6 separate regions of the Mus musculus genome follow, and regions 2, 3, 4, 5 and 6 are each linked to region 1. A link is a contact called in public HiChIP or PLAC-seq and promoter capture Hi-C data. All regions are on one chromosome and are shown on one strand. The core of a region is the stretch at or near the end of the contact, and the rest is flanking DNA. Distances in the headings are between cores, read along the strand shown.

Region 1 (4,850 bases), core at 1,352-3,851:
GAGAATCTCTGTATTAATGTAAAAACCAAATGTGAAGTCACTTTCCTGTAAGAGAAATTAGATATATTTAAATACATTCTAATGAAAGACTTTATAGCTCATTATTTAACAAAATAAGGCTGAGTTAAAACAGGTAAGGTAAGCAGGTGAGATCTAAAATGTTTTAACAGCAGCCATGGTGTGGAAGGTCTTTAACTGGAATGCTTAAAAGCAGAGATAGAGGAAATTCTCTGAGTTTGAGGCTAGCCCAGTCTACAGAGTGAGTTTTAGGCCAAGCAGAGCTTCACAATGTGATCCTCTCTCAGTAAAATAAAATGAGATGTCTTTTTTAAAAAACATTTTCAGGGACTGGAGAGATGGCAGAGCAAGATAAAAGTGCTTGCTGATCTTGCAAAGGACTGGAGATTGGAATCTCCTGTAGACGGCTCCCAATCACCTGTTAAGTCTAGCTCTAGGTAGATTTAGCTACTCTGGCTGCCATGGGCACCTGAACTCGTTTCCAGACACCTACACATAGACACACAATTGAAAGTGGTATTTTTGAAAACCCTAAAAGATATTTTATCCAATGCAGAAAAAAAAAAAAATATGAGACTTACCAGAACAAACCTTGTATATAGCCAGGCATGGTAATGCATGCCTTAATCCCAGAATTCAAGAGGCAGATTTCTGTGAGATCAAGGCCAATCAGGACAAGGGAAAACTTGTCTCAAAACCAAAAAACACTAGATTGATATAAAACTCTGATTTAACAGACAGCCTATGCCTTTAATCCCAGCACTCGGGAGGCAGAGGTGCACAAGAGGAAATAGTCAAGTCTCTCTCATTCTACATGCTGAATCCTATTTCCCCAGGGAACCAAGTTACTTTTCAAACATCTTTACAAACCAGACTTGTATCTTACATTTTTGAATGTAAACACTGACTCCTTTAAATTTGGGGGAATGCACAACTCAAAATAGTGATAAAGACTAATGACTTATAAAAAAAGGAAACTGGCTGGGCAGTGGTGGCGCACGCCTTTAATCCCAGCACTTGGGAGGCAGAGGCAGGTGGATTTCTGAGTTCGAGGACAGCCTAGTCTACAGAGTGAGTTCCAGGACAGCCAGAGCTGCACAGAGAAACCCTGTCTCGGAAGAGAGAGAGAGAGAGAGAGGGAGAGAGAGAGAGAGAGAGAGAGAGAGAGAGAGAGAAAACGTAAACTGGGTGGGAAACTGAAACATTTGGAATCACATACCACATAACGTTCCATTAGAACTAGTCCTCGTTTCAACAGCAAGACGTTTATTTGCAGCCAGGGCTGGAGGAACACGGGGCAGCTCATCTTCCACCACAGCCAATTTATTCCCTTGGTTTGGAGAAACAATCTCTCGCAGTTTCCTCGCTGGCATTTTAAGCCTTTGCCCCCTTTCCAGGCTAAACTCAACGTTTTTCATCTGGTTAGTCACAAATCAAGTCCCGCCGTTCTTAACAGAGGGAATTCTAGCTTCTCAAAACTTAAGGACGCAGTTTCTCCTTGAGTACCAGGAAAAGAAGTAATGGTGGAAGTGAATTTGAAAAACACCTGAGTTCCAAAAATAATTATGAAGCAGTCATTAACTTAGAAAGTCTATAGGCAAAATATCCATAAAGCTGTAAATTTCGATTTTGACATTTAATCCAGGGCTAAATACGACAAAAACAAAAAACAAAACAAAACAAAAAGTCTTGATCCCACTGAGTCTGTTAATGCATCGAAGAAATAAATTTCAAAGGAATTATGCCAAGAGCAAAAGAGAAGCCACGGGAACCGTAATAAAAACGCACTCCTCCAAACCCAGAGCTGCAGCTGAAAACCCCAACAGACGTGGAGGCGGGGTTAGGATTTGTTAAGGAGACCCAGACGAGCAGGCAACGTTAAAATCGTGTTTTTTAAAACACCACCCTCATAAGAGCTTAGTAGATTTCTTTCTACGAGTCAGGACGCAATTTCGGACACCTCAACTTAGTCTTCAGAGTCTCCACAGAGTCCGGCACACACGCCGTCTTGATTTTGATAGAATAACAGCTTCGGTTGTTCGCGGGTCAATACCGTCTTCCCCGAAAACCCGCCCTTGAGCGTCAGCACGCATGCGCGCAAAGATCCAACCCCCCCCCCCCCGACCGGAACGGGAGTGCTCTGGTGCTCTTCCATTCGTGTCCGGGTGGAAACAAACTCCCAACATAAAAGACTGCCAGGAGATGTGACTTTTTTTTTTTAAAGGCAGAATATCGCCTTTATGTTTGGACACAGTACTAAGTATTCCTAGAGGAATGGCGAATTCTCGATTAGCCCATAAACACTTTTGTTTATCAAGGGTTATTTACACTGTAGGAACTGCAGACCGTTAGAAACCTAGTAGGTTAAGCATATTAGGCTTTCTAGAAATTTCGACAGATTCCGTTGCCGTGGAAAAGGAAGTGAAAAGTACAGAGAGCACTGACGAACAGATAATCACAAAAGTTAATTCTTAGATGATTTTTAGAATTTGCTTGGGCACTTGCTTTTCTTCCTACATTTTCCCACGTGGTAACGAATCTGCGTCTAAGGGTCTGAAGCCATGCTTGACATCACTGCCCCCACGTGTTCTCAGCTTTCCGCGGCGCGGCGCTCGCTCTGTACTGACCCTCCGAGCTCACACGCTACCTGCCCCGCAGCTCTTCAGCCCGGTCCCGGTGTCAGAGGCGAGATCCTGTGGCTAAGTATGGTCCCTTTCCTCTGCTTTCATAATCCCGGGTTCGCGGCCAGTGGGGTGACAGCCTTCACTCGGGAAAGGGAGCGGGCAGGTACCCCGGAGGGAGACGCCGCGTGCACGCGGGTCGTGGGGCTGCGCAACCGGCAGCGCGGCGCAGCGGGAGGCCAGCCGTGTCCCGGAGGCCTTGTCACCCCGAGGGTGGGGACCCTAGGCCCCGAGACACCGCCCACCCGGGACTGGATCGCTTGGGGGCACGCTTTGAGATTACAAGGTAGCCAGCCACTCGATGACCTTGAGCTGTCAGACAGGAGCCCCTTTACTGAAAATCTAGACTTCCTCGGCTCTTACCCTGTCTGCACACTATGCCTTATGTCATTAGGTACAAGGGCTCGCACCCTTCCCAGGTCTCATATTGGAGAACGCACTGCTTAGAGCTTTCCCATTACGCCTTGCTAGAAGCTTTTAAAATGTATTTTTTTAAAGTATAATAGATTAATCATTTTTCTACCTATTACATTTTCTCTTGTTGTAGATTTATCTGTTGGTTCATGATTTGTTGTATAAGTGTATTAAAAGACCGAATGGCAATGTCAGAGCTGCAAGAGACCTTAGGGATGAATTAACTTCTGTAATTTCTATATAAAAGTTAGATATGAAAAAAAATGACCTTTCCCCTCTAATTTCAAAACGCTGAGCAACTGCAACAGCAATCAGTAAAGTGACCTGAGTAAATAATTTGTAACGAATGTCAGACCTGGGACTCCACCCCCCAAGTAGCGTGGTTCTCATCTTCCTTGAGGCTAGACTTTGAATCGGGAAACAATAGGAATTCATTTTCAAGTGCTTTTAGCTATGATTAACACTGAGTTAATTAAGAGTTGCCTGTAATGCTGGGTGTAGTGGCAGCCTTTAGGCCTAGCTACAAAGAGCTCCAAGACAGCTGGGGCTACATAGAGAAACCCTGTCGAAAGAGATAGAGAGAGAGAGAAAGAAAGAGAGAAAGACAAAAAAAAAAAAAAAAAAACAACCTTGTCTGTTCATCCCACAACCTAACTAAACCTGCAAATAATCTAAAGGATCATGTGAAAAATAATAAGATAATAAAATAAAAAAATTTCTATTAAGTATTTGAACTCTCAAAATAAACACTGACTTATAGCCTCTGAACAAAAAATAGTTTAGGGGATTATTATTCTTTTTGTCAACATTTTTTTAACTATGTTTCTCCCCCCCACCTCATTTTCACATCAAGTTCCCCTCACCCTTCCCTAAATACATCTGTAGATACACTTTGTTTCACTGAAGCATTTGTAAATAAGTTTCAGACATCATGAGCTTGAGCCCTAATTGTTGCAGCCTGTGCCTCCTAAAGGGCATTACAGTCTGCAAAGATTATCACACTTAGATGACATTTAGATTTTCTTAATTATCTAAAAATTGCCTTTATTGTTACGAGAGTGGCCAGCTGCCTTATGTCATTAAAAGGCCAGGTCCCACAGCTGGAAGTGGTCTGTCTGTCTCTCTTTCCCTCCCTTCCCTCCTCCTCTGCTGAGAGCCTGGAACTCAGAGATCTGAATGCCTCTCCCAGGTGCTGGGATTAAAGGTATGAGCCACCACACGTGCTTGTATGCATGTGTGTATATGTATCATGTGACTGCCTGGTGCTTGACGAGGCCAGAGAGGAGTTGCAGACCCTTGCTTGGAACTGCTCCTGCCAGCTGTGAGCTGTGTATACTGGGAACCTAACTTGCTGCAAGAGCAATGAGTACTCTTTTGTTGTTTTGCTTGTTTGAGGGGTACTTGGTTGGTTTATTTATTGAGGCAGGGATTCTCTGTGCAGTTCTGCCTGTCTTGAGCTAGCTCGGCTGTAGATCAGACTGGCCTCAAACTGAGAGATCTGCCTGCCTCTCCCTCCAGAGTGTTGGGATGAAAGGTGTGCGCTAACTGCCTGGCTACGAGTACTCTTACCACTGAGCATCTCTCTAGCTCCTCATCTTATTTTTGAAAACTAGTCTAGTTTTCTTAGCTATTCTACACTATGGGTTTTCCTAATTATTCCTTCATGACCAGAAAAAGAGCCAATATTTTTAGACCAGAATGCCACTAAAGTAATGGTGTGTGCCCTAGAGCGTCGCA
Region 2 (4,850 bases), core at 1,121-3,620, 1.6 Mb after region 1:
CCAGACTGGCTCAGAGACGTCAGCACGTGTCCTAACTCACCAAGCACTCCTCCCACTACGCCCTCTCCACGGATTCCACGCAGCTGTCACTTGCTCAGCTCCAGTCACAGCAGCCTTGCTCATCTTCCAGCTCCTCCTGTCCCACCAAGGCAGAATTCAAGCCCTCTCTTACCAAAGCTGCCACCAAAGACTTACAAACGGGAGCTTTCCCACCCGCCACTGTATAGACTGCCTCTGCTGGAAAATGCAGAAACTCCTCAATGACCTTGGCCATATGTAGTCATTGACACTGGAATAGTATTTGTAAAGGTTTTTAATTTATTCAAAAAGACATAGTATTTTAGTACTTTTTACAGAAATGCTACTGATTAAATAAGCTCTTAAGAATTAGTAAACTTGTTGGATGGCAGTGGCCCACAGCTGTAATCCCAGCACCCTGGTTGCAGGGGCAGGTGGGCTTCAGGGTTTGAGAGCAGCCTGGTCTACAGAGCAAGTCCCAGGACAGCCAGGGCTACACAAAAAAACCTTGTCTCAAAAGTCAAAATACAAACAAAAGAGAGAAAAGGAAGGAAGGAAAGAATTTGAAATATTAAAATGCAAAAGCCCTTCACCATAGCCCCCAGGTGATCAGCAGCATTGCTTCCTCGGCTCCCCAGTGCTGCCCTAGGCCAGTATAAAGACTCTGTATTGCACTGTAGACTCTGCTAGCAGACGGCACTGAGAGGAGCCAGCGCTCGAGGGCGTTCTCACGCCTGACTGATAGATACCTTTTTAGGGTGATGAACTTACACAGATGCAGAAGATATGGGGTGGTGGTCCTGGGTTTTAACCCTCTGACCGTCTTCTAGCTTCTAATTTTGTTTGGTTTTTACATCTAGGAGACTTAGGAATAATACCCACTGTTCTTAAACTCTTTGAGACCATGTCTTAAATGTCAGTATTTGCTGCTGAAGACAAAAACGGAAAATAGAATGAAATAATAGAATGCACTGTGTTTATTATTTTGTTAAAATTATAAACAGTTCTACATAACCTGATTATAGAAGAAGGGCATGTGTTCATTAAGATGTGCCTTTTGTTTTGCAGTGTATGGTGTTTAGCTAATCATTGTTTAGCTAATGATTTGCCTATTATTTGGGAAGACAAAATTAATATGCCATATATGTACAGTTTATTTATATTGTATATATTTAAAGATAATGCTAATAACCTCTATAAATGTAAGTGACTTGAGGCCTATAATACAATCTGCTATTTGACTAATTTGTAAGTCTGGAACAAAAGTGTCTTATGGCATAAGAACCAACTGCCATTGTCAAACCTATTAACTGTCTTTAATCTCGTGTTAACTGAAATTTTTGAAAAGTTTTTCCAGATTAGTAATATTTAAACAGAAAATACTTTAAAAAGCTTTATTAAATTTTTTAATCAGGATAAAGCTTTGCCATTTGGATACTATCATTCAAAGTGATCAAGGTATGTATGTTATGCTGATAGTGCAGTAGCAGCCATTGTAAAGTAGCCAAAAGCCACGTTGTTTATCTACTGGTCTGTGGCCTTTTACTGTGCTTTGTATCAGAGTTCTTAACAAGATTAATAAATCACCTCAGTCTTAATTTGTAAAAGATTTGCAATATTGTTTTTCATCACAAAGAGCAAGGAGAAGCTGGGAATAGTGGTGAGCACCTGTAATCGCAGAACTTGGGAGGTTAGACGGAAGCATCTGGACTTAAAGGCGACTCGACTACGTGAAGAGTATGAAGAGTTTGAACCTACTTGGGATACAGGAGGCCATCCTGAAAACAAAAAAACAAAAAACAACAAAGCTGAAAAAAATCTAGAAGAACGAATAGCTATCATCTGTTTATTACGTGTGTGTGTGTGTGTGTGTGTGTGTGTGTGTGTGTGTGTGTTCATACTAGAGATCCAATGTGACAGGCCAACCTGCAGGTCTCTCCTTCTACTATGTGAGTCCTTGGTCTTGCTGGCCATCTTTTGGCCCCGTGGGATGTAAAAGGACTAACTTTTCTTTACCATTAAAAGCAAGTAGCACGTTCCCAGCCACCACGTTTATGCATTCATATGAAAAGGAAGCACAGTAGGAAAACTTCTTGAATATAACCATTTTTAGATAGGACCTGGGTAGCTGCCTAGATCTATCGCCAGCGGCTCTGTGTGAGCCGTTCTCCAGCTATGTATAAGCACTGTCGGTCGCTTTGCTTCTTAAAGTGCCTATCATTGTAGCAGCAGCTGGGCCACTCCTGGGTAGGTTCTGCTGCTTCCTGCGGACTTTGAGAGTCACGCATGCGCCTTGGGCAGCCGCCCTGCCGCTGGGAGGTACGGGTGCTGCGTGGGCGTGACGTTACCGCGTGCCGCAGCCTGCGGCGGGCCGGGGCAGGGATGGCGGCCGCCGTGGAGCCGGAGGTGGAGGACCCGCTGTGGAGCTTTGTGCGGGTTCTGGAGAAGCGGGATGGGACAGTGCTTCGGCTGCAGCAGTACGGCTCCGGGGGCGTGGGTTGCGTTGTGTGGGACGCCGCCATCGTCCTTTCCAAATACCTGGAGACGCCGGGGTTTTCTGGCGACGGGGCCCACGCGCTGAGTCGGCGCTCGGTGCTGGAGCTGGGCTCCGGCACGGGGGCCGTGGGGCTCATGGCTGCGACCCTCGGGTAAGAGCTGGCGGGAAGGCGCTGGTCGCCCAGCATCAGGTCACCGGCGTGCAGCCTTGCGCCTGTACCTCAACGAGGTTGTTTTTTTAGGGCAGATGTTATAGTCACTGATCTTGAAGAGCTGCAGGACTTGCTGAAAATGAATATTGATATGAACAAGCATCTTGTGACTGGTTCTGTTCAAGCCAAGGTACTGAAATGGTTTGTATGGCCTTTCAGCTTGTTTTTAAGATAATCGATCGCTTACATGGGCTTTAAATTGCATTTTACACAACGCTTGCTTAATATGAGGGGAGCCTTCTGCTTCTCGTTTCTAAAATGAACACTTTAAATCGTCAGAGCATCAGTTAAAGACATACGTTTGACATTTTTAAGGGGTGAAGACATAGAAGACTTGATGTCACCAGACTACATATTGATGGCAGACTGTATATACTATGAGGAGGTGAGTAGTGGTCGAACTGGTGTGTCCGAAAGCCCACAGCTCTCCGTGGTTTAACACCTCCAGGTGTGGGATATTTGTTCTATAGATGATGAGGCAGTAAAGAGAAGTTAAACTATCAAAGGCAACACATTCGCACAATTCAGGATAGGCATACAGGCCTGCCTGTGCGAGGTGGTTGAGAAAACTTGCGTGCATTCTACTGGAGACTTTTTGGAAAAATTTAAAAGGATTTTCCGATTTGCATATATTCTAGAAAACTAAGATACCTTCTGTTTGTTTGTCTGTTTGTTCATTTGTTTTTCTTTTCCCATTGACTGCTAACTGTGACTTTGGAAATTAATTAAAATGCAGGTTGGCTCACTCCTAGAATCCTAGCACTCACAATTGCCATGAATGCTAGGCCAGCACAGAGTGAGACGCTCCAAAATTAGTTATTCTCAGTGACAACATTTTATTAGACTTGTGGAATGATTTTCTTCCCATATCAGTTTATGCAGTATTGGACAGTATTTAGTTTTAAGTTGATGCCTTGAGCCAACTGATGATCAAAAGGGTCAGCAGTTAAGAGCACACACAGTTCTTCCAGAGGATCCAAGTTCAGTTCCCAGTACCCACATCAGGCAGTTCACAGCCACCTGTAACTCCAGCTCCAGGAAGATCAATTCTTCTGGCCCTGCAGGCACTAGCACATACTTAGACACAGGCAAATACGTGCATATAATTAAAATAACAAAAATTAAATTTAAACCATTAGGGTCAGGCTTGCTTTGGTAGAATAAATAGTTGATTGTTTAAATACCACATTAACTTAGATGAAGTGAAATTAGACTTGTAAGACTTAAGTCTAGCAAGATGTGATGGTACAACTTAACTAGAAACCAGTATAATTATTGGTAGTCAGGGGTTGTTTACCAGTCTTGTTTGATAACCTTGCTTTGTTTTGTTGGTTTAGAATGGTTTGACTCACCTCCTGACCCTTTCCTATCACAGGAAACTCTTGACGTAATAAACTGAAAATGGTATTTTTTTTTTAAATAGTCCTTGGAACCACTGCTGAAAACATTAAAAGATCTCAGTGGATCTGAAACTTGTATTATATGTTGTTACGAACAACGTACAATGGGGAAAAATCCAGAAATTGAGAAGAAGTATTTTGAGGTGAGTATCGTAATAGGTCTGTCTTGGTAGCAGTTACCCTCTGGGGGAGCTGGATGCGGTCGCTGCGGTATTTTAGGCAATGTGATGTGGGGGAAACATTCTCTTGATTAGAACCCAGGGAGACGTTTCCACAGCCCTCCTCCCACTGTCTCTGACCTTGCTAGGCCAGGTTTGCTGGCTGTTCTCACAGTCCTTACTGTTGCACTGCGAGGTGCCAGGGGCCAGTGATGACAAGCTTGTCTTCTGAGACAGTTTTCAAGGCTGCTAAACACGAGACCCTTTGGGAGTTTCTCAGCAGGGTATTTAAAGCTTGCATGATAGAATGGAGGTGGTGGACCTTACTTGTGTATTTTCCTATATATTTTTATTTTACATAAGTAGCGATTTCCTGAGCGTTGTTGTTGTTTGTGTTTGTTTGTTTTAAAGATTTTTAAAAATTTTATGTATATGAGTACACCAGTGCTCTCTTCAGACACACCATTACGGATGGTTGTGAGCCACCACGTGGTTGCTGGGAATTGAACTCAGAACCTCTGGAAGAGCAGTCGGTGCTCGTAACCGCTGAGCCATCTCTCCAGCCC
Region 3 (4,850 bases), core at 1,258-3,757, 1.5 Mb before region 1:
ACACACGCGCGCACACACACACACACACACACACACACACACACACACGAGGTGGGGAGGGCATAACTGGATTCCAACATGAATTACTGAATAATGCTATTGTTCAAGTGAAAAATAATTTCTGAAGTTGACATTGGTTTGTGTTTTCCTTCTCTAATGCCCAAACTGTCATGTGGTTTTATTGTAGTTTTTTTTTAACTAGTCAAGGTCTTCCAGGGAAACAAAAACACATACATATTTATGAGTGATGGTAAAGAATTGGTTCACATGGCTTTCAAGTGCAGTAGGCCTGACGTCCCTAGCACACAGGCAGCTGGAATTCAGGGGAGAGGCGAGGTAATTGGAACCCAAGGGCAGTCTGGAAGCAAGATCTTCCTAGCCTTCTGCTGTTTTCTCATAACACTTCAACTGATTGAACTCCCCACATTATGGGGGGTAGGTATGTGCTTTATTGAAAGTCTACTGATATAAATGTTAAATAAATCTTAAAATACCTCACAGTAGCATCTAGACTAACATTTTAACAAAATTTGGATGTCATGGTCTGGCCAAGTCATGTTGCTGAACCATCTCCTCGGACCCCAAAGTGAATCTTTTTTTTTTTTTTTTTTTTTAAGGAGTTAGAGATCACTGTTTTAAAAGTGAATTTTTTAATATGATGATTATGAATCATCCTGGTTAGGAGTGCTTCCTCCAAACCAACATGTGCAGTTATTGTGTTCAACTAAGTGTTCCGTTTGTTAACATAAAACATTCTGAGTTTGAGGCAGGTGATCTCTCTGAGTTTGAAGCCAGGGTGGTCTCTATAGTGAGTCCCAGCACAAGCAGTGCTCCGCGGTGAGAGCCTGAAATGAAACAAAACAAGGCAAAAAAAGTCATGTTAGTAAAGCTTTTTTTGTTTGTGTGCATGAATGTTTTGTCTGAAAGTATGTTTGTGCACCATGTGAGTGCCTGATGCCCTCGGAGGTCAGAGATGGGAAATGGATCCCCTGGGACAAGAGTTACCAACAGATGTGAGCTGCCATGTGGGTGTGGAAATTGAACCCAGGTTCTCTGCAAGAGCAACAAGTGCCTCTAACAGCAGAGCCACCTCTCCAGCTCCAGTACGGAAAAACACTCTAAAGCTCTGCCTTGGCACTTCGACACTCAGCACCCACCCGGGTCTAATCCCTAGGGGTGGACAGGAAGAGATCATAGCTTCCTGCCAGTCTCCCAAGCCCAATGTCCCAGTCTCAGATCCCTCATCCCCACAGCTTGGGGTTGTGACCCATCGGAACACTAGATCCACTGCAGTCCTGTCCTTTTACAGAAGGGGAAACATTTGGGATAAGATTCATCATGAGACTCTGTGTGGTATTTTAAGACATCTTATTACAAAAGTAATGTGCTACAAAATAAAAATAAAATTCACATGGCCCAGGTGATACGTCAATTAGAGCAATTCTTGACCAATATTATTCCAAATGGCAGTCCAAAAGTTTAGCTAACTGACATGCACCTTGAACTATACCACAGCAATTTCTGATTAACACTAGTTCAAATATTTCCTGCATAGATCACTCTAAAGATGCAAAATATAGACCTTTGTAAACCTTTTCTCACTGCAATGAAAAAAGTGACAATTCAGCTGGGCGTGGTGGCGCACACCTTTAATCCCAGCACTTGGGAGGCAGAGGCAGGCGGATTTCTGAGTTTGAGGCCAGCCTGGTCTACAAAGTAGAAACAGAGAAACCCTGTCTCGGAAAAAAAAAAGTGACAATTTATAAAAACAATACTAACAAACACAGAAGAAAGAACAGAGCAATTAGTGTGCACAGAGGCCTTTCCATATTCAAATGCTGTCAAATGATAATGGCATCATTTACAAACGGTGGCAGGAGGACACCAACCTGAGTGTTTTTAGCTCCTGGAACTTAGCAACAGTTGCCTTCTAGCCCAGTTAGTTTTATGTTCTGATTACTCTGGGCCATGATAGCCAACTTTTGGCCAAATATGAGTATCATTTGTAATGTTTTTCTAAATATAAGCGGCCAGTCCACGAGGGCAACCCAGTTCAAGTGCTGAGTTACTTCGGTATGCTTATCTCAGTCCACAAGCTTAAAGTGAAAGGAAAACAGATTAGGAAGAGTGAGTGAGGGTTTGGCTCAGCTTTTGGGAGCTTGCCCAGCGCGAAGAAGGACCTGGGCACAATTCCCAGCGTGGAGCGGGGGATGGGGCCTCGGGGTCGGAGCGGGCAGTGATCAAAGTTTTGTTTTGTTTCTCGCCAAGGCACCACCAAAGCCCTGAAAAGTCGTCCTAAAAACAGCTGTTAAAGACTCCTTCATGCCCTCACAAATCTTGTTGACTGCTCTCCCAACAGCAGTTTCCCAAGATTCCATGCCTTCTATTGCAACACCCCGGCAGTCTTGCACGCAGTAGGGACGCGCAGAGACGCCGTGGTGCAGCCCGGGACACAGATGGAGCCCCACCTTCGGGGACTCGCTAGGCGGAGCCCCGGGTTGTGACCCGCCGCGTAGAGGGCGGGCGCCGACTGTCTTCCGCTTGCGGCAGAGTCGGGTAGGCAAGGGACAGCGATGAGCTGGGAGCTGCTGTTGTGGCTGCTGGCGCTGTGCGCGCTGATCCTGCCCCTTGTGCAGCTCTTGCGCTTTTTGCGGGCGGATGCGGACCTGACCTTGTTGTGGGCTGAATGGCAAGGGCGACGCCCAGGTGAGCATCCTCTACAGCCTGGGCTCTAAGGAAGATCAGGGCCGAGGTCCCTCCCAGCTGTTGCCAAGCTGAGCCTTGACCAAGGGCTGAGGGTCCGGGAGGAAGAGGCAGGGGCTAAACAGGCAGTACCCACTCTGTCGCTTGTCTTAATTCGAAAATGGCCCTGATTTGTTACCCAGACTAGGATAGAAAACGTCAAACCCCAAGAGAGCGCTGCAATTCTCTGATGCCTGCAAGACACAGACTTCTTCCGTAGGATCCCCGGACACTCTCAGGGAAGGCACCATGGAGAGCAGAGTGTGTCCCTTGCTTTCTAAGAGGCCGGAACATTCTTTGATCCTGCACTTTTTACTTTCCCGGAAGCACCCAAAGAAAATTTGGCCTGAATCACTTACTCACCTGCTCACTTGGTTAAAATTTTCGCAATAGAAAGCGCTGAGCTGGCTTTTTGCCAGGAGGGAGATCATTCTGTGTACAGTAAGGCACGTTTCGCCCGCTCCACTTCGATCTGCAGCTTGCGTGGTGTTTAATGTTCACTTAATACATGATTCACATGCTCCGATATATCAGTTCACAGATGCTGCTGGGTGTTATGTCACGTTGGCAGTGTGTTCAGCAGGCCACAGACAGCCTCTGACCTTTGGCGTTAACAATTCTGATGACATGGGCACTCTTCGTATTGTTTTTCAGTTAAAGACATTGACAGAGAAACTCAAAGCCTCCCTAGGTAGGCTTTTCTGATCCTTAAAGGACTAAGTGGGATTCCACTGTTCGTGGTGGAAAATACACAAAGCACCCGAACAAAAATGCTTTGAAGTAGCTGGTGGCTCAGAAGGTACTGCATTCAAAGTCAGCAGGGCAGGAGTAGGTGACAGCTGGATCTTGGATTTTATGTCCCTCCCAGATGTTGGCAGGCATCCTTGCTGTCTTTTCTCTGAAGCTGCATTGCCTTGGCTCAAACAGTTGCAGTACTGACAAATGCAACTGCACAGTGTGCTTGTGGATTCAGCGCTGCAAAACAGGAGAGGGCATGGCTGTGACTCGGAGACTGTCAGTGTTGAGGGCAAGAATCCTAAATACCCCATACATCTTTTAACTGTAACTCTCCACTGAGCACCATTGAGACAGATGGATGTATCTGTAAGCTCACGGTCAATAGCAGCCTGTGGATGTTGTTTGTGTTTGGCCTCATTTATTTAAATGGAAGATTGAGTTAAACTCAGTTTATAAATTATGTGACTGTATAAAAGTTATTAACACATTAATTATGTCTGAAATGTAGGTGTGTTTAGTCTTTTTTTTGCGGTGTAATTTTTTTATTACATATATTCTTCATTTACATTTCAAATGCTATCCCCAAAGTCCCCTATACCCTCCCTCCGCCCTGCTCCCCACCCAACTCACCCACTCTCCTGCTTCCTGGCCCTGGCATTCCCCTGCACTGGGGCATATGATCTTCGCAAGACCAAGGGCCTCTCCTCCTATTGCTGGCCAACTAGGCCATCCTCTGCTACCTATGTAGCTAGAGACACAGCTCTGGGGGGGGGGTACTGATTAGTTTATATTGTTGTTCTACCTATAGGGTTGCAGACCCCTTCAGCTCCTTGAGTACTTTCTCTAGCTCCTTCATTAGGGGCCCTGTGTTCCATCCAATAGCTGACTGTGAGCATCCACTTATGTATTTGCCAGGCACTGGCATAGCCTCACAAGAGAGAGCTATATCAGGGTCCTGTCAGCAAAATCTTTCTGGCATATGCTGTAGTGTCTGGGTTTGGTGGTTGTATATGGGATGGATTCCCGTGTGGGGCAATCTCTGGATGGTCCTTCCTTCCGTCTCAGCTCTGAACTTTGTCTCTGTAACTCCTTCCATGGGTATAGAGAAGACAGGACGTAGGGAGGGTGTGGCCTCTGTCTCGCGCTGGAGAGAAGCAGCTTCCACATCGTGTGAGGGATGAGGCAGAGAGTGGTGCAAGGCCTTGGGAGAGATTTCTCAAGCTGGCATTAAACTCTGGGTTTCTTGTCAACTCTCAGAGTCTGATTTTTTTTTTTTAAGTCGTTGTCAGATTCTATGGAAACACTAAGAAAAAAAAAAAAAGGATGCTAGATTAAAGGACGGGAAGATAGGTGTTAGATCTGTGATCATG
Region 4 (4,850 bases), core at 1,362-3,861, 1.4 Mb after region 1:
TGACATGAGGTCAATTGTGTTAGTTTTGGTCAAATTGACAATAGCTAGACTCATCTGGGAAGAGGGACTTTTGATTGAGAAAACTCTTACGTATGACAGGTAAAAGATTTGTGGGGCATTTTCTTGGTTGATGACTCAGTGTGGAAGGGCTAAGCTCACTGTGGGTGGTGCCATCCCTGGGCAAGTGGTCTTGAGGTACACAAGAAAACAAACTGGGGAAGCAGTAAGCAACACTCTTCCATGGCCTCTACTTCAGTTTCTGCTCGAACTTTCCTTCACAATGGACTATAAGCTGTAAGACGAAATAAATCCTTTCCTTCTGAGTTGCTTTTGGTCATGATATTTATCACATCAAAAGCAAACTAGGACACTGGGGTCTTTATTATTTCTCACAACTGCATGAGAACCCACAATTACTGTAACACACTGAATTTAAGATACAATCATCCATGCTGTTTGTTTGTGATGGAATGAATAAACAGGGAACATTGTTTCTTCCCCACCAATGAAACAAAACATGTAGTACTACTCATGAAATCAATCAATCAAGCATAATAAAAAGCTAATGCTTTGCCAAGCTCTTCTCATACACACACTATTATCTGCTCAGGGGCACTTCAGACAGAAAATTGTCTGAGGTGGAGATGATAGGTTGAACCTGAGCCACCTACTGGCTGGAACCAACATTCAAACCAGCGAGTCCTTCCTTCCAGCGACAGTCTGTCCTGTTAAGCTGGTCTAACCCTAAAGATGAAGGACTACCATCAAGCACCGAATGGGAATTACATTGGTATGGTGACAAAGAACCACAAAGTTTTACAGTTATAAGGTCTTTTAAGTGACTGCATAGCTCTCATTTTTACAGTGGAGGAAACACAAGTGCCCTCCCCTGTGAGTGGCTATCTGGAGGCATGGACATTTAAAGCTCTCTCTTAGTCTAGTGATTAAGGAAAGGTTGAGCCAGGAAGTCTGCATGGGACTGACCTAGGCACATATGTTATACTTGTGTAGCTTGGTTTTCTTTTTTTTTTTTTTTTGTTTTTTTTTTTTTTAAGATTTATTTATTTATTTATTTATTTATTATATGTAAGTACACTGTAGCTGTCTTCAGACACTCCAGAAGAGGGGAGTCAGATCTCGTTATGGATGGTTGTGAGCCACCATGTGGTTGCTGGGATTTGAACTCAGGACCTTCGGAAGAGCAGTCGGGTGCTCTTACCCACTGAGCCATCTCACCAGCCCGTAGCTTGGTTTTCAAGTGGGATAAGCAGGAGCCCGCCTTTGGGACCCTTTTCTCCTACTGGGCTGCCCTGTCTAGCTTCAAGAGGAGAGAATGTGTCTAGTCTTATGCAACGTCACATACAGTGGCTGGTTGATATCCATAGGAGGCTGCCCCTTTTCCTAAGTGGGTGGGTGGGGGTGGGGTCGATAGTGAGAAGAAGGCTACAGCGCTTTGGATGCCTGCTTTTAAAAATTTGGCAAGAATTTGAGGTTGGGCCAGGACTGGGAAGTAGGCTCAAGATGAACACAGCTGAGGACAGAGTTATTTTGTATTTTGATGGGTCTTGATAAGACTCTGAATACAACTATCATGGCACCTTTGTTTAGGCTTTGTTCCTTAACTCTGTTTATGACTTAGGACTGACCTTATTCTTTGCATGTACTTAGAATTGTATAAAAGCAGACTGACTGGAGGAAAAATAACCTTGCTTCAACCTCAGAACGGGCTAGGGTTATGTTAATAGTACTGTCTAATTGTCTTTTTCTTTTCAATTTTTTCATCCCTCCCTGGAGAACCTGTTGACTGAGCTGGCTTAGTCAGGAAGGCCTGAGAGAAGGAAGGGGAAGCTGGGGCAGAGATGTAAATTAATAAAGAAAAGTTTGGGGCTAGAGAGATGGCTCTATGGTTAAGACTGTTAACTGGTCTTACCTGAGGGCCTAGATTCCCAGCACCCACATGGCAGCTCAGAATTTCCAGTTCCAGGCGATCCTGTACTCCCCTTTCTGGTCTCACAAACTCCTGCACATACCTGTTGCAATAAGCTCGCATAGGCACATATACAAGTCAATAATAGAAACCAAAAAAACAACACTAAATGACGACAGAGACCGAGCCGTCTACTTTCATCCAGCGCCTAGCTCAGCGCCCGATATTTACAAGCTGAGTCAGTGGTTGAATGAACAACCAACCAGGAGCCCCATGAAGGGCCCAGAAACCTGCGGGCAATCAGCAGGGTAGTGACAGGGAGCGGCAGGAGGTGGCTTAGTCCCCAGCTCCCGGGCCACAGCGTCGCCAACCGACCAGGAGGCGTGGCCGAAGGAGAGGCCGCAGGAGCCAGGGGTCACCCCGACATGCCCAGCCTTCTCTGGCGGAACAGCGCCGGCGTCCAGTCAAGCCTGTGCGGGCGGAGGTCCCGGAGAGTGGAACCACCACCCGGTCCCCGCCTTCGCCCTAGCTCCTCTTACTCACGGCGTGCTGCGTCCCTGCGCCTGGCCGGCCCTTCGCCCTCGGTCTTTTCCTTCCACGGCGCTCGCTCATTGGCCAGCGGAGACCACGCCCACGTCAGGCAAACGCGCGTGTTTCATTGGCTCTCGTCTGGGGGCGGGGCTGGAGAGCGGCGCGCTTCACCCTTAGAGTCCGTTCAGGTTGCGGGTGCTGGGGTGGAGGGAGGGGAGGTGGCGCAGGCCATGTGGCCGACCCTGCGCTACGTAGGCGGTGTCTGCGGACTGGCCCGGTACTGCGTGGCTGGGGGCTTCCTCCGCGCAAGTGGACCGGCGTCCGGGGTGCCCGGGCTACTGTGCGGGGGTGGCCGCAGAAGCTCCAGCACCAGGTAAGTGAGAGGCGGCGGCCTGCACTTGCTGTTCCGCTCAGGGATCTCCAACTGAACCTGTCTGTGTCCCCCGACTCGATGTCTCTGTCCCCGGCGAGGAAGTCCTGATTCTGTGGTCCAGCCTCGAATCCCAGGAGCTGCTGACCCGCAGGGTTCGTCCACTGCGTTTGTGCGCCATAGGAAAGGCAGTGTTGAGTTGAGGTCCGGAGCTAATCTGGCTCCGAATACACAACTCCTCTCCATTTCTTAACCACTCTAAAGGGTGACTGGTGACTAGGATCCTAGTCTGGCCCCTAGGTGGTCACTTTGAAGATTAAAAGACCTAGCACACTGCCAATAAGTATGCAGCTTCTTAACTATCATCCCCTGTGTTGCTTGGAAAATCCAGAACTTGGCTTCTGTGGGTCAGTTCCTTGCACACACTAGAGTTGTCCTCACTAGAAGCAACTCAGTTGCCTACTGTGAGCTGCCTAGGAAAGCTGGCAAATACAGTGTTCGGTGTGAAAGCTTTAAGGGCGGGGTGGAGGGGTGGGGGTGGGGGAGCTTTTGATTGTTTGAGACAAGGTAGACCATGCGAATGGATTTAGTGGCAGACCGAGGTGTGGCACGACCCTGGAGAGGGGCAGTGTTTTTGTTTAAGACGCGTTTAAAGCATGTTAAACGGTACTGGTTTGTTTTCCTTTGGCTGTCCTATGACTCCGGTGTAGATCAGGCTGGCCTCTAATGCCTCAAGCTATCAACCTGCCACTCCTTTCCTAGTGCAGGAATTAAAGGCACGTGCCACCCAACCTGCGCCACCTTAACTTTTGAGACTGGATCTCTCCCAATTTCTCTCCCTCTCCCTGTCCCCCTCCCTTTTTCCCTCCCCCTCCGTGTGTGTGTGTGTGTGTGTGTGTGTGTGTGTGTGTTTCTATCTGTCACTTGCTTTTTCCACATGGGGTCTCTCTTTGTATCCTGGCTATCTTGTTGACCAGGCTGTCCTTGAACTCAGAGATCTTCAGTGTCTGCAGGGATTAAAGGTGTTTGCCTCCACTGCCTCGGGGCAGGAGAGGGATGGGGTGGGGGATAGGGTCTCTTGAGGTGATTGGTTGGTTGCTCAGTAAGCACGAGGGATCTGCCTGTCTCCCTGCCCCTGATCCCAAGGTTACATGGGTTGAACAAGGAATGCCCTTACATAAAGGTGCTTTGGGTACAAACTCAAGTCCTCACTTGTATGGCAAGCACTTTGCCAATTAACCATTTTCTTATCCCAGTTTTTAAAATACTGATTATTTTGAAACAATTGTAGACCTATAGAAAGTTGCAAAAATTATAGAATGGTTTTATGTCACCTTCCTCCTGTCCCACCATTTGCCTTGGTGTTAATGTTGATACAATGCACACATTCAGGTTTTACCAAATTTATGTGCATTCTGTGTTCTGTGTATAGCTCTATACAGTTTAATCATATTTTGTGTAATCTCAGTTTGGGCATAGAAATGCTCTATTGTGGGCCTGGACACGGGTGCCCTCTAAGGTGTCAGGGCCCGGTTATTAGTGAGCTTTTGAGGATCACCAAAGACGAGCCCTGACAGCTGCCCACAGCTCTGCCAGACACTGGGCTATAGCAGCTGCCCTGGTAGCAACATGAATGAACAGTATCTGCCAAGTGCTGGCTTTCTAATAGTCAGCAGTGATACCAGCCAAAAAGTAAGGTTTAGGGACTTTCCTGGATCCTGTAACTGTGGACTAGGTCTTTGCTGGATTTGGTCTGTGTTCCCATTTTGGCAGGTTTGGGGGCCTCCATGCTAGGTTCTAAGCTTAGGATGGTGCCTATAACATGATTGGTTGTGCTAAGGTCTATGGGCCTCTGAAAGCATCTCTGGAGAGAAAACCTTGACCATAACCTATCCTCCCATAACCTATCCTCAGGTAGAGGCATCTATCTGCTGGTTGTCTCATGTAGGAGGCCTCCACCCTCACCATCCTTTGGTTCACTTTCATCCATGGTTCCCCTGACTCCTTCCCTGCCACCCAGGA
Region 5 (4,850 bases), core at 1,218-3,717, 1.4 Mb before region 1:
CTCTCTACATACGCACTGAGAGGGAGCCAGCCAAACAGACTCTGAGACGCTGCTGCATTTGGAATCTGAGTCATGAAATTCCCACAGGGTAAGAAGCAGTTCAAACTTGCAATCTGCCGTGGCGGAATTCTTAGTTACCCACACAACAACTCATGGATCATATGCTGCGGACTAAAATCCCTTGAAAAAAGAAAGATACAACAAAAAGTAGTAGCTTGAAAGCACGCACAGCACATGAGTGTGCACACATTCCTCTAAGGCCAGAAGAAACAAATTCCTAGGCAGCTTTTTAGTTTAGGTTTATTCTTTAATGCATCATATCATTATTCTATGAATACAAGATACAGAACTCTGACTCTGTAGACCAGGCTAGCCTCAAATTCACAGATCCACCTGACTCTGCTTCCTGAGTGCTGGGATTAAAGGCAGGAACCACCAGGCAAATTCTGAGGATTCTTGAATAGAGGACTTGAAAGGAATATAAAAAGTTATAAAAGGTAAAACCTGATACCCAAGCTGGCCTGAGGACACTGGCACCTAACACTCTTGAACGAGAGCGGTTAAGAGCCCAGGCCATCAGGGAAGTGAAGCTATTTGCAGAATGGCAAAAGGCTGCAATTAGAGATCTGCATCTCAGCTATATTAATTAATTAACTAGCTAATTAATTAATTCTCCCAATTCAATGATGAAAATACAACCTGGTTTTAAAAAGATAAACTAAGGATAAGAATTGACAGTTTCTGGGTGATAGACCATGCTGGAAATGAAGCTTGCCATGAGGAAATGCAAGCCAAACCTACCATGAGATAGTGTGAATTTCTCTGATTGGCTAAAATAAAAATGAAAGCCTAGAACAAGTGTTGATGAGGTTAATGTAAAACCTTCAAATACATCTAGTGGGGATGTACAGTGAGTGGTGCTATGCTTTGGGAAAAAAAAAAATCTGTCAGTTTCTCAAAGAGCCAAACAAGGGAATTAGCCTCTGACATACCTATTCCATTACCAGGTATTATATCCATGAAAACATGCCTACATAAAAATTTATACAAAATGTCCACGGCATTATTAGTACTGGCAAACTCTTTTTGCCAATGGCTAATGGCTAAATAATACAGGGCATATCTGCCTAATATACTAATAAACAATAATGAATAATACAAGCTGCAACATAAAATTCGCTAGATGCACGCACACAGATCACATGTTTTAAGGTTGTGTTTATATCGAGTATCTGAAATAATTTTGTTGAGACTAAAGATTAGTGATTGCCTACAACTAATAGCAGGAATATTGGGGAGGAGAGAGAAAAAGCAGCTAAATAGAAAAGATTTCTTTTGGAGGTAATCAAATTGCTCCGAAACCAACTTGTAGAGATGATTGTGCAAACCTGTTGAGATGCTCAAAACCAGTAAGCTGTATACTTCCAGAAAATGAATTGTATGTACCTCAGGAAAGCTCTCACAGAGGAGGATGCAAAGGTCCCCTGCCCGGGATTTTCCACAGCAGTTAATAACCAATAGGCATTTCCTAAAGGTAGGAAAGGCATAACCTGTAGCTAGCCTGGGATCCAGGCAGTTAAATCACTAAAATGGCAATATCTGTACTGGATGCTGTGAGAAATTATGGGTGATTGGGTGTGAATGGAAGCAGATATAAAATAATATGAATGCTCTCTCTCTAAACTCAGGGATTTAATGAAAAAAAAATAGAACCATAGTGGAAAAAATGAATAAGGGGAACATGAGAATAAGAGAGCATACAATTCAGAGGTCTAATAAATAACGAATGGGATTCATTTTTAAAAATTCTGGTCTTTGACACGCAAAGGATTATATAGAGACAGAGAAACCTGAGAAACGCGCTATACATATCCAGGAGGCCAAGAATGAACAAATTTTGGTCAGGAGGGCTTGAGACAGAGATAAACCAAGAAAGAGTGATCTTACCTAAGGGGCATAGGCCATGAACTTGATTAGAGTAACATGGCCATCCCTCAGCAGGGCCAAAGGGCCATTCTCCATTTCACAGAGGCCTCTCAGAAATAAAACGTAACTCCACGGGCTGCAAAAGTATTCTCAGTCACATTAAAGCCAAACTGGATCACTACCTCGATCAACTCAATTTGCTCAGTACATTAAAAAGAGCAATAATTGCATTTAAAAGCTGTTTCATGGAGAGCGAAAGATGTTTCTTGAGGTATTAAAAGGTGAAGGAACCCAGTAGTACCCAGGGGTGGAAACTAAGGCAGCAACGAAGTCTCAGGTGTGTTGGGGACGGACATACCTGGAGTCACCGCAGGGGAGAGGCGACGCGAGGGCGTCCTGGGACCACATCTCCCCAGCTGAAGTCGGTTGGGAACTCCTGCCCGAGGATGGATGCGGGCCCCGCCAGCAGCTGACCGGAGGCCTCCAGGACCGCTCCCGTTCCCATGGCTAAGATCAACTGCGCTCGTGCCTCCCAGGGGTCAGTGCGCACGCGCGCTCGGAGGCGGGGCTGTGCGTCTCGTCCCGCCCCCTGCCGCCTGGTTCTGCCGGAGGCGGATTCATGTGTGCGGCACAGCAGCGCAGGGTAGGCGGGGTTTCCTCCGCGCAGGGCCGGGCGGGCTAGTGTTGTGGGAGACGCCCAGACTTCTTCCGCACTGGTGCTCTGGTTCTTGAGCGGCCTAAGCACCACCTCTGAACTCTCACCCGGGCCACGCCCAGACGAAGGAACGTGGTTGCCTTGGTGACGAGTCCATCGTTTGGCAACCTCGAGGCTGGAGAGCTGGATGACTTGACTGTCTCTTGGGGAGCCTAGGCTTTCCAAGATTGGCAGACCCGTGACTCAGAAGTGCAATAAAAGTCCAATCCCCCAGGGTTCGGATACCTCCATTAATGACTACAGAACTAAGGCCATTCAAACAGCCTCAGGGATGGGAATGTTTTTAAATGGTAACATGTGCCTGTTATATTTATATTTTTGCTCTTAGTATTATAGTACTTTGGGCACATTATAAACTATATCCATGTAAAATAATGAACCTGTCTGTGGCAGCGAGCCAGGGCCCAGGGACACAGGTTGTAGATAGTCACCCTAGCAACTGGATTTTTTTTTTTTCAAGAGATCTCCATTCAAGTGAAGTTGGGATTCTTGAATTTGCCACAGGAAAAAAATTCCAGGGCGAGCCTGTATGAAGCAGAGTTGGAGTCTACAAGTGATTTTTTTTTTTTTTTTTTTTTTTTTGGTTTTTCGAGACAGGGTTTCTCTGTGTAGCCCTGGCTATCCTGGAACTCACTCTGTAGACCAGGTTGACCTCGAACTCAGAAATCCGCCTGCCTCTGCCTCCCGCGTGCTGGGATTAAAGGCGTGTGCCACCACGCCGGGCTACAAGTGATTTTAATATAAAATAGAGGGACTGATAGATGTGCTCAATGACAGCGTAAGACACATCAAAGTGTGGGGACTTCCACTTTGCATGTTACGTATACAGTGTTGGTGATGTCTGAGGTTATGTAGGAAGCTCTGCTAAGGAAGTTGAGTGATATCAGAAGGTTCCTGAATTTGGATCGGATTACAACTGATAAAGTAAAAACAGTGTTTTGAAAAATATGTTTATAGTCTTGTTTGGAGAGTCCCAAATACTTTCAGGTTTACAAATACTTAAGAAAGGTGTGAGGTCATAAATACTTAGGCCTTAAGCATGGCTCGCAGGTATTTTTCCATTCTTATTTGAAATGATTCTACATGAAAGGAATACTGCCTTTTTATAGGTAACCTTCACAGAATATTATAACTATGCTGACTCTCTTCACTTGCTGGATTACTTTTTTTTTTTTTCTTCTGAGACAGGGTTTCTCTGTATAGCCTTGGCTGTCCTGGAATTCACTTTGTAGACCAGGCTGGCCTTGAACTCAGAAATCAGCTTGCCTCTGCCTTCTGAGTGCTGGGATTAAAGGCATGTGCCACCATGCCCGGCTTTACTGGACTATCTATCTTACCTTCAACTTTCAAAATAGAATTACAACTTTTTGAGCTTCTCAACACATATAAAAGTTTCTAACCTTAAAATATTGTGTGTTGGTTTGGAGAGATGGCCCAGTGGTTATGAGCAATGACTACTCTTCCAAAGGTCCTGCAGCAACCACATGGTGGCTCACAACAACTGTAATGGGATCTGATGCTCTCTTCTGGTGTGTCTGAAGACAGCTACATTGTGCTCATATAATTAAAATAAATAAGTCTTTAAAAGATATTGTGTGCCACTAGGTATATAGTAGCATTATATCTAAAAACATTATGCATATCTTAATTTCAAAACACTTCCTTGGGGGATCAGGGAGGTGGACCAGCAGAATTCTTGACTCTTAGCGAATAGAACTTCAACCAGACTCTGGAGTGAAAGGTTTTTCTTCCTTGCCATGGCCCCTTATTTCCCCTTTCTAACTATCTCAAACTTAAGTGAGAAATGTGTTTTGACAGTTCTACGGATTCGTTGATTTCCTTTTTCCTCCACTTCTGCAGCCCATTTCTTGAGACAAAGCCGTGCTAGAGTTAGGCTATTTAGTAATTCTAGAATGATCTCTAAGTGTCCAGGTGAAGGGGAGAGTTGTGTATTACTCACTTTGAATCGAAGCTAGAATGACTAAGCCTCGTGAGGCAGGCATGCCAAGAGCCAAGACAGGCTGAAAGCCAGGCCTCCAAGACCAAGCAACTCAAGCTGTAAATGAAAAAATTCTTAAAGGAAATAAAAGTGATGCTAAGAGAAAACACACAATAAGAAAGAAATAATTGATTATAGAAACTGCTGGTGTAGAGGATGTCTCAGTGGTCTGGATGGAAAACTGAACTAGTCACACGCTCTTTGACTCTG
Region 6 (4,850 bases), core at 1,711-4,210, 1.1 Mb after region 1:
AAAAAGTCAGAAGCCAAGAGAGAAGCCAGATTGAATCAGTCAGCTCGGAGAGGAGTTTGCGACGGAAGAGCTGAGTTGAATCAGCCGGCCAGAGTTCAGTAAGAACAAGAAAGGGTGAGCTTACTCAGTGGCAAGTCTCAGAGGCTGAAAACATTCTAAGCCTAAATTAGACTGAGGCTAGAAGCTTCCAGAACTAGGCTTAGGTTAGCAGACCGAGGCAGTAAGCCTCTGGAGATGACAATTACATGAAGCGAATAAAAGTCACACTAAAGCAATTTTAGATGGGCCTAGAAACCCCGGGGGCGGGGGGCAGATTCTCAGAAGTAACCTGTCCTGTCCACGATGCCTTCCTGGTCCTCTGCTTCCAGTAACTCACGTGATGATGAAGACCCTCCCCGTCTGGCCCAGAAACAGGAAGCCAGGTGACCATGGTCTAAACCTTTAAAACTCGTAACTCTAAACCAGGTTTTCTCCTTTACATCGTTTTGTCAGACGATGGTCACAATCATGAGAAAGGTGACTAGTGTCGTTCTGCCACCAAACAGGAAGGTGATCTAAGACAACATGTAATGTTTTTTTCATGAGTTTAACATAGTTGATTTCAGAACTCCCATCCAGCTACAAAATCCTATGACTTTTCCTCTCATGAATGTGGAAAGCATACTTCACTCCATTCTCTGGAAAGCCCAGGTCTAAGGAACTATCTTAACAAGATCCCAGCAACCTCACTTCCTGTCCTCTGAGGTCAGCCTTGGGAATTTTAGGGCAACTTCTTTCTCCTTTACCTCCCTTCCTCAAATTCTTCACGGAAAACCCCATTGTCTTTTCTCTTTCACCCTTGCGTGTTCTCTATCTGCACTACCGACTCTTTAGAGCTAGCATTTGTATCTGAACCACAGCAATACTTGAGTGCGCTTCCTCTCCTCAGACAACGTGCTCTATGAACTGCGTTTGGGTAATGAAGGTTTACACAAGGAGCAACCCTTTGTTCTCTTTTTCTTTTTATTAGATATTTACATTTCAAATGTTATCCCCTTTCCCGGTTTGCCTTCCAAAAACTCCCTCTCCCCTCCTCTCTCCCCCTGCTCACCAACCCACCCACACCCGCTTCCTGGTCCTGGCATTCCCCTACACTGGGGCATAGAAACTTCACAGGACCAAGGGCCTCTCCTCCCATTGATGACCGACTAGGCCATCCTCTGCTACATATGCAGCTGGAGCTATGAGTCCCACCATGAGTAATCTTTGGTTGGTGATTTAGTCCCTGGGAGCTCTGAGAGTACTGGTTAGTTCATATTGTTGCTATGGGCTGCAAACCCCTTCAGCTCCTTGGGTCCTTTCTCTAGCTTTTTTTTTTTTTACTCTTATGCCATAATCAATCTGTCAGCAAACCCTGCTGCAACTCTAAAATGCCTACAATCACTTAGCGCTTGTCCTGCTGCCTTTATCCATATGCATGCTAGCAATATTTTTTTATCACCTCCCTTATTTTGAAACCCCACTCCCCCATTCAGTCTACTCTCACACAGCATCCAAAGTGATCGCATTAAATACGTCTCTCCTCTACTCCAAAGGCCTAGGTGGGTGGCCAGTTACCAAGGAACTTCATTTCCCTCTACTCTTCTCTGTTCCAGTTCCAGCTACGTGACCCTCTTCCTATTCCTACAATGAGCCAGAAACACGACCACTTGCAGTGACTTGCATTTGCTCTTCTGAGGCCTCACTCCAGATAGCACCATAGCAAGCTAATTCCAGCATTGCCTTCTCACTGGCTTCATTATCCGACCCCCTTTCCAAGCTGTGGGATCTCTCTTGTTTATGCTTCCTTCAGCGCTCACTCTGTTACATACTATGGCTTACTAGTTTTATTTTTTGTGATCTCTCTTCCCCATAACCGCAGGACCTTTGTTGTTATATCCCAGACACCTAAAACAGCACCTTGGATGCTGGGTGCTCAATAAAATATTTGTTATAGGATTATAGGGACCTTTAACAAGGAAACATTTCATAAAAACACAGGAGACAGACAACTGATTAAATGTCTTTGTGCATGGCTAAAAAAAAGAGCAGTTTGGTGTCTTGTTCTGAGGTTGGTGTTTTGCTTCTGTGTTTTAAGCACATTCTCTTCATTATGAAAGCCTTACTTTGATCAAGAGGAGTGAGTCCCAATCTTATTCTCCAAGTTATTCTGTGTACCTGAGCGAGTTAAAGAGAACAAAGTAGAATCTGATATATTAGATAGAAAACTCCCAGTTCTGAACTCTGGTGCTCAAAGGCTTCAAAATTCTAAGACTTAACTGCAAGAGAAGGCATGTGGTTATTAAGAATACATATTAAAATGATGAAATAAATACACTAACGTCAAATTTATCTTAGGAGCTGTAGAAACTCCATCTTCTTTTTTAATCCGAAAGCGCGGATGGGGATGGGGGGCACAAAAGGGGGTGGGCTACCAAGGGTTGGGGGAGATAATAAGAGGACAGAAGAAACGGAGACTCAGTTTTTACAGTAGTCACGCTGTCACCAGAAGAGTCATCTGTGTTACTAGGTGTAGCCCTCGCGGTCCCAGCACACCCGAGGGCTGCCTTCCCTCAGCAACCAGGACACGCGGCTGCGGTTGCGGGAAGCAGGGCGGTAGGCAAGTCCAAGGCGAGAGCCGCTCGCCGCCCAGCGGGCTCCGGACCGCCCGGACTCCAGCTCCCCAGCGGCGGGAGCCGGCCCGCGCAGCCGCACTGAGGGCCGCGATGGTCGCCACACCCGGCCCGTTAGCCGCCCGCCCGTCGCGAGTCGCCGCACGCAGCCGCGTCCGCGCCCGGCGGGGGAGGGGCGGCCCGTGCGCGTCGGCTTTCCCAGCATTCCCAGCGGCGCGGGGAAAGTTTACCGGACGTAGGCGGTGGCCGCAGCGGTAGCGGCTCCGGGCGGCGGACCATGGCCCTGGTGGGCGGCCGCGGCCCTGTCCCAAGGCGGCCTCGGGCGGCGTCGTTGAGCCGGCTGACTTCCCGGGAGGAGCTGCCCTGCGACTGAGCGGCGGCGGGCGCGCTTAGCGCGGCCAACATGCGGCGGAGCCTGCGGGCGGGCGCGGGCGGCGGAGACCCGAGGCGAAGGCGGCGGCGGCGGCCCGGGAGGCGGCGGCGGGCGGCAGGCTCGCGGCCCTAGCGAGGCTGCTGGGGCGGCGGCGGGAGTCGTCCGCGAGGATGCTGTCCCGCAAGAAAACCAAAAACGAGGTGTCTAAGCCGGCCGAGGTGCAGGGCAAGTACGTGAAGAAGGAGACGTCGCCCCTGCTGCGGAGTGAGTGTCGTGGGCGGTGGCGGGTGGGGACCCGGCGCAGCCTCGGGTGGTGCTGGAAGACCGACTCTGGGAAATGCATGGCTGTCCGTGGTGTTGGGGAAAAAGTGCTTCGACCCGGGCACCTCTCTGCTGGGTACGTCCGGGCCCCGCGTTTGCGACCATCGCAGCGCCACTCGTCGGCTCACGCACTCGCACACGCACACACACACGCGAGAGTGGATTCCTTCCTTAGTCCTGCAGCGGGACACAAACTTGTGAGGCAAAGAACCTGATACTTGATACTTGTAGCCACTACCAGCGTCCTAAGTAACACACACACACACACACACACACACACACACACACACACACACACACGAGAGACTTGATACTTGTAGCCACTACCAGCGCCCTAAGTAACACACACACACACACACACACACACACACACACACACACACACACACACACACACACACACACACACACACGAGAGAGAGACTGGATTCCTTAGTCCTTCAGCGGGACACAGACTTGTGAGGCAAAGAACCTGATACTTGTAGCCACTACCCAGAGTCTTTTCATTTCCCAGAGTAGACAAGCCATTAACGTATTTGGATTAGGCTTTGCTCCTAAAATTAAAAAAAGCAAAGTATTCAGAATAATTTCAGCCATACCAGGCAAGTTCCTAACTTTATTCCTCTTTCCGACATATGTTCCGTCCCCTCCCGTACGTAGCTTTTCTTCTCCGTTTAAAATATTTGAGTTTTTAACTTGAACGCCTTGATTCTCCTTTTTTAAAATTCTTGGGTAGTCAGAGAGCTAATCCTTTGGTTCTCATTCTAGGAGCTGGACCCCTTGTGTAAGTTTCCTTCTTGGAAACTGGAAGTAACCGTGTGACTTAAATTAAGCATTACCTCATATTGTAATTGGGAAAGCTGCTCACAGGGGTTCCTAGTATTTGCCCAAGATCCCGCAGAAAGGGGTGGAGAGCATATTTTTCCATTGTGACCATGTGTCCAGCCTTACAGGTTCTGTTAGTAGTTGGAGTGCTAGACAACACAGTTGGTGGGGTGGATGTGTCAGTAACTGAAACCATTTTTAAGAGCTTGTTTTTCTGTTTTTTTTAGGTGATAGCTTGCTTTTTGCTGCAAATAAAGTTTATTAAGCATCATTTGAAGTCATGCCACTTGTTGAGTCTTTTAGTGAGTGACTCCATACAGAATTTGTGTCATCGACAGTTAATTATTCCAATATTAAGTTACTGTAGTGTTAGCTTCTGACACCCTTAGTGACATTGATTTAATGAATTCAGAAAATGTGTTCTATATCCAGGTTTCATATTTTAAAGGTAGTTGCTTTCTAAGAACATGAAAGCTGTTTGCACATTCAAATCAGCAGCCATGACCTTGGTTTGGGTTATCTGCTTTTAAAGGAGCCATAATTCTTTCCAGGCTTTTTCAGTAGATCCAGGGTTTGTGTGCATCTTTGGAAGTAGATGACTTTATTTTTCAGTTTCCACACTGAAAGGTCTTGCTTTCTAGTTTTGATAATTGTGCTTAGAACCGGGTAATTCCTGATAG

What was found. Promoter capture Hi-C pulls out the DNA fragments that hold promoters and counts their contacts. HiChIP or PLAC-seq counts read pairs in DNA pulled down with a chosen protein or histone mark.
Region 2: a contact with region 1 is called in a promoter capture Hi-C map of pre-B cells, with 5 times the contacts expected there. The contact joins the promoter of Vcpkmt here to the promoter of Timm9 in region 1. A contact is called at or near these places in 2 of 39 promoter capture datasets (liver and pre-B cells).
Region 3: a contact with region 1 is called in a promoter capture Hi-C map of liver, with 6 times the contacts expected there. The contact joins the promoter of Dhrs7 here to the promoter of Timm9 in region 1. A contact is called at or near these places in 4 of 39 promoter capture datasets (the C10 cell line, hippocampal neurons and liver), 5 of 115 datasets of contacts at active chromatin or transcription factors (the 230-238 cell line, astrocytes, extraembryonic endoderm stem cells and 2 more) and 1 of 9 other capture datasets (adipose tissue).
Region 4: a contact with region 1 is called in a promoter capture Hi-C map of pre-B cells, with 5 times the contacts expected there. The contact joins the promoter of L2hgdh here to the promoter of Timm9 in region 1.
Region 5: a contact with region 1 is called in a promoter capture Hi-C map of liver, with 5 times the contacts expected there. The contact joins the promoter of Pcnx4 here to the promoter of Timm9 in region 1. A contact is called at or near these places in 3 of 39 promoter capture datasets (hippocampal neurons, liver and pre-B cells).
Region 6: a contact with region 1 is called in an H3K27ac HiChIP or PLAC-seq map of differentiating embryonic stem cells, with 5 times the contacts expected there. The contact joins the promoter of Sav1 here to the promoter of Timm9 in region 1. A contact is called at or near these places in 1 of 39 promoter capture datasets (liver) and 1 of 115 datasets of contacts at active chromatin or transcription factors (differentiating embryonic stem cells).

What each region holds. Positions count from the first base shown.
Region 1 is chr12:71,134,426-71,139,275 of GRCm38.p6, reverse strand. It overlaps Timm9 (translocase of inner mitochondrial membrane 9), which reads left to right and starts at 2,601. Exons shown (of 5, transcript NM_001286203.2): 1 at 2,601-2,721. It overlaps 2700049A03Rik (RIKEN cDNA 2700049A03 gene), which reads right to left and starts at 2,428. Exons shown (of 30, transcript NM_001163378.1): 1 at 1,238-2,428. The coding sequence starts at 1,436.
Region 2 is chr12:69,580,537-69,585,386 of GRCm38.p6, reverse strand. Vcpkmt (valosin containing protein lysine (K) methyltransferase) reads left to right here and starts at 2,370. Exons shown (of 6, transcript NM_001033236.3): 1 at 2,370-2,666; 2 at 2,757-2,867; 3 at 3,042-3,111; 4 at 4,150-4,269. The coding sequence starts at 2,401. Sos2 (SOS Ras/Rho guanine nucleotide exchange factor 2) reads left to right here. Exons shown (of 23, transcript NM_001135559.1): 23 at 1-1,626. The coding sequence ends at 264.
Region 3 is chr12:72,662,485-72,667,334 of GRCm38.p6, reverse strand. Dhrs7 (dehydrogenase/reductase (SDR family) member 7) reads left to right here and starts at 2,507. Exons shown (of 7, transcript NM_025522.5): 1 at 2,507-2,706. The coding sequence starts at 2,574.
Region 4 is chr12:69,722,635-69,727,484 of GRCm38.p6, reverse strand. L2hgdh (L-2-hydroxyglutarate dehydrogenase) reads left to right here and starts at 2,611. Exons shown (of 10, transcript NM_145443.2): 1 at 2,611-2,831. The coding sequence starts at 2,689. Dmac2l (distal membrane arm assembly complex 2 like) reads right to left here and starts at 2,540. Exons shown (of 5, transcript NM_026536.2): 1 at 2,471-2,540.
Region 5 is chr12:72,533,974-72,538,823 of GRCm38.p6, reverse strand. Pcnx4 (pecanex homolog 4) reads right to left here and starts at 2,467. Exons shown (of 11, transcript NM_026327.3): 1 at 2,285-2,467.
Region 6 is chr12:69,985,112-69,989,961 of GRCm38.p6, reverse strand. It overlaps Sav1 (salvador family WW domain containing 1), which reads left to right and starts at 2,960. Exons shown (of 5, transcript NM_022028.2): 1 at 2,960-3,288. The coding sequence starts at 3,195.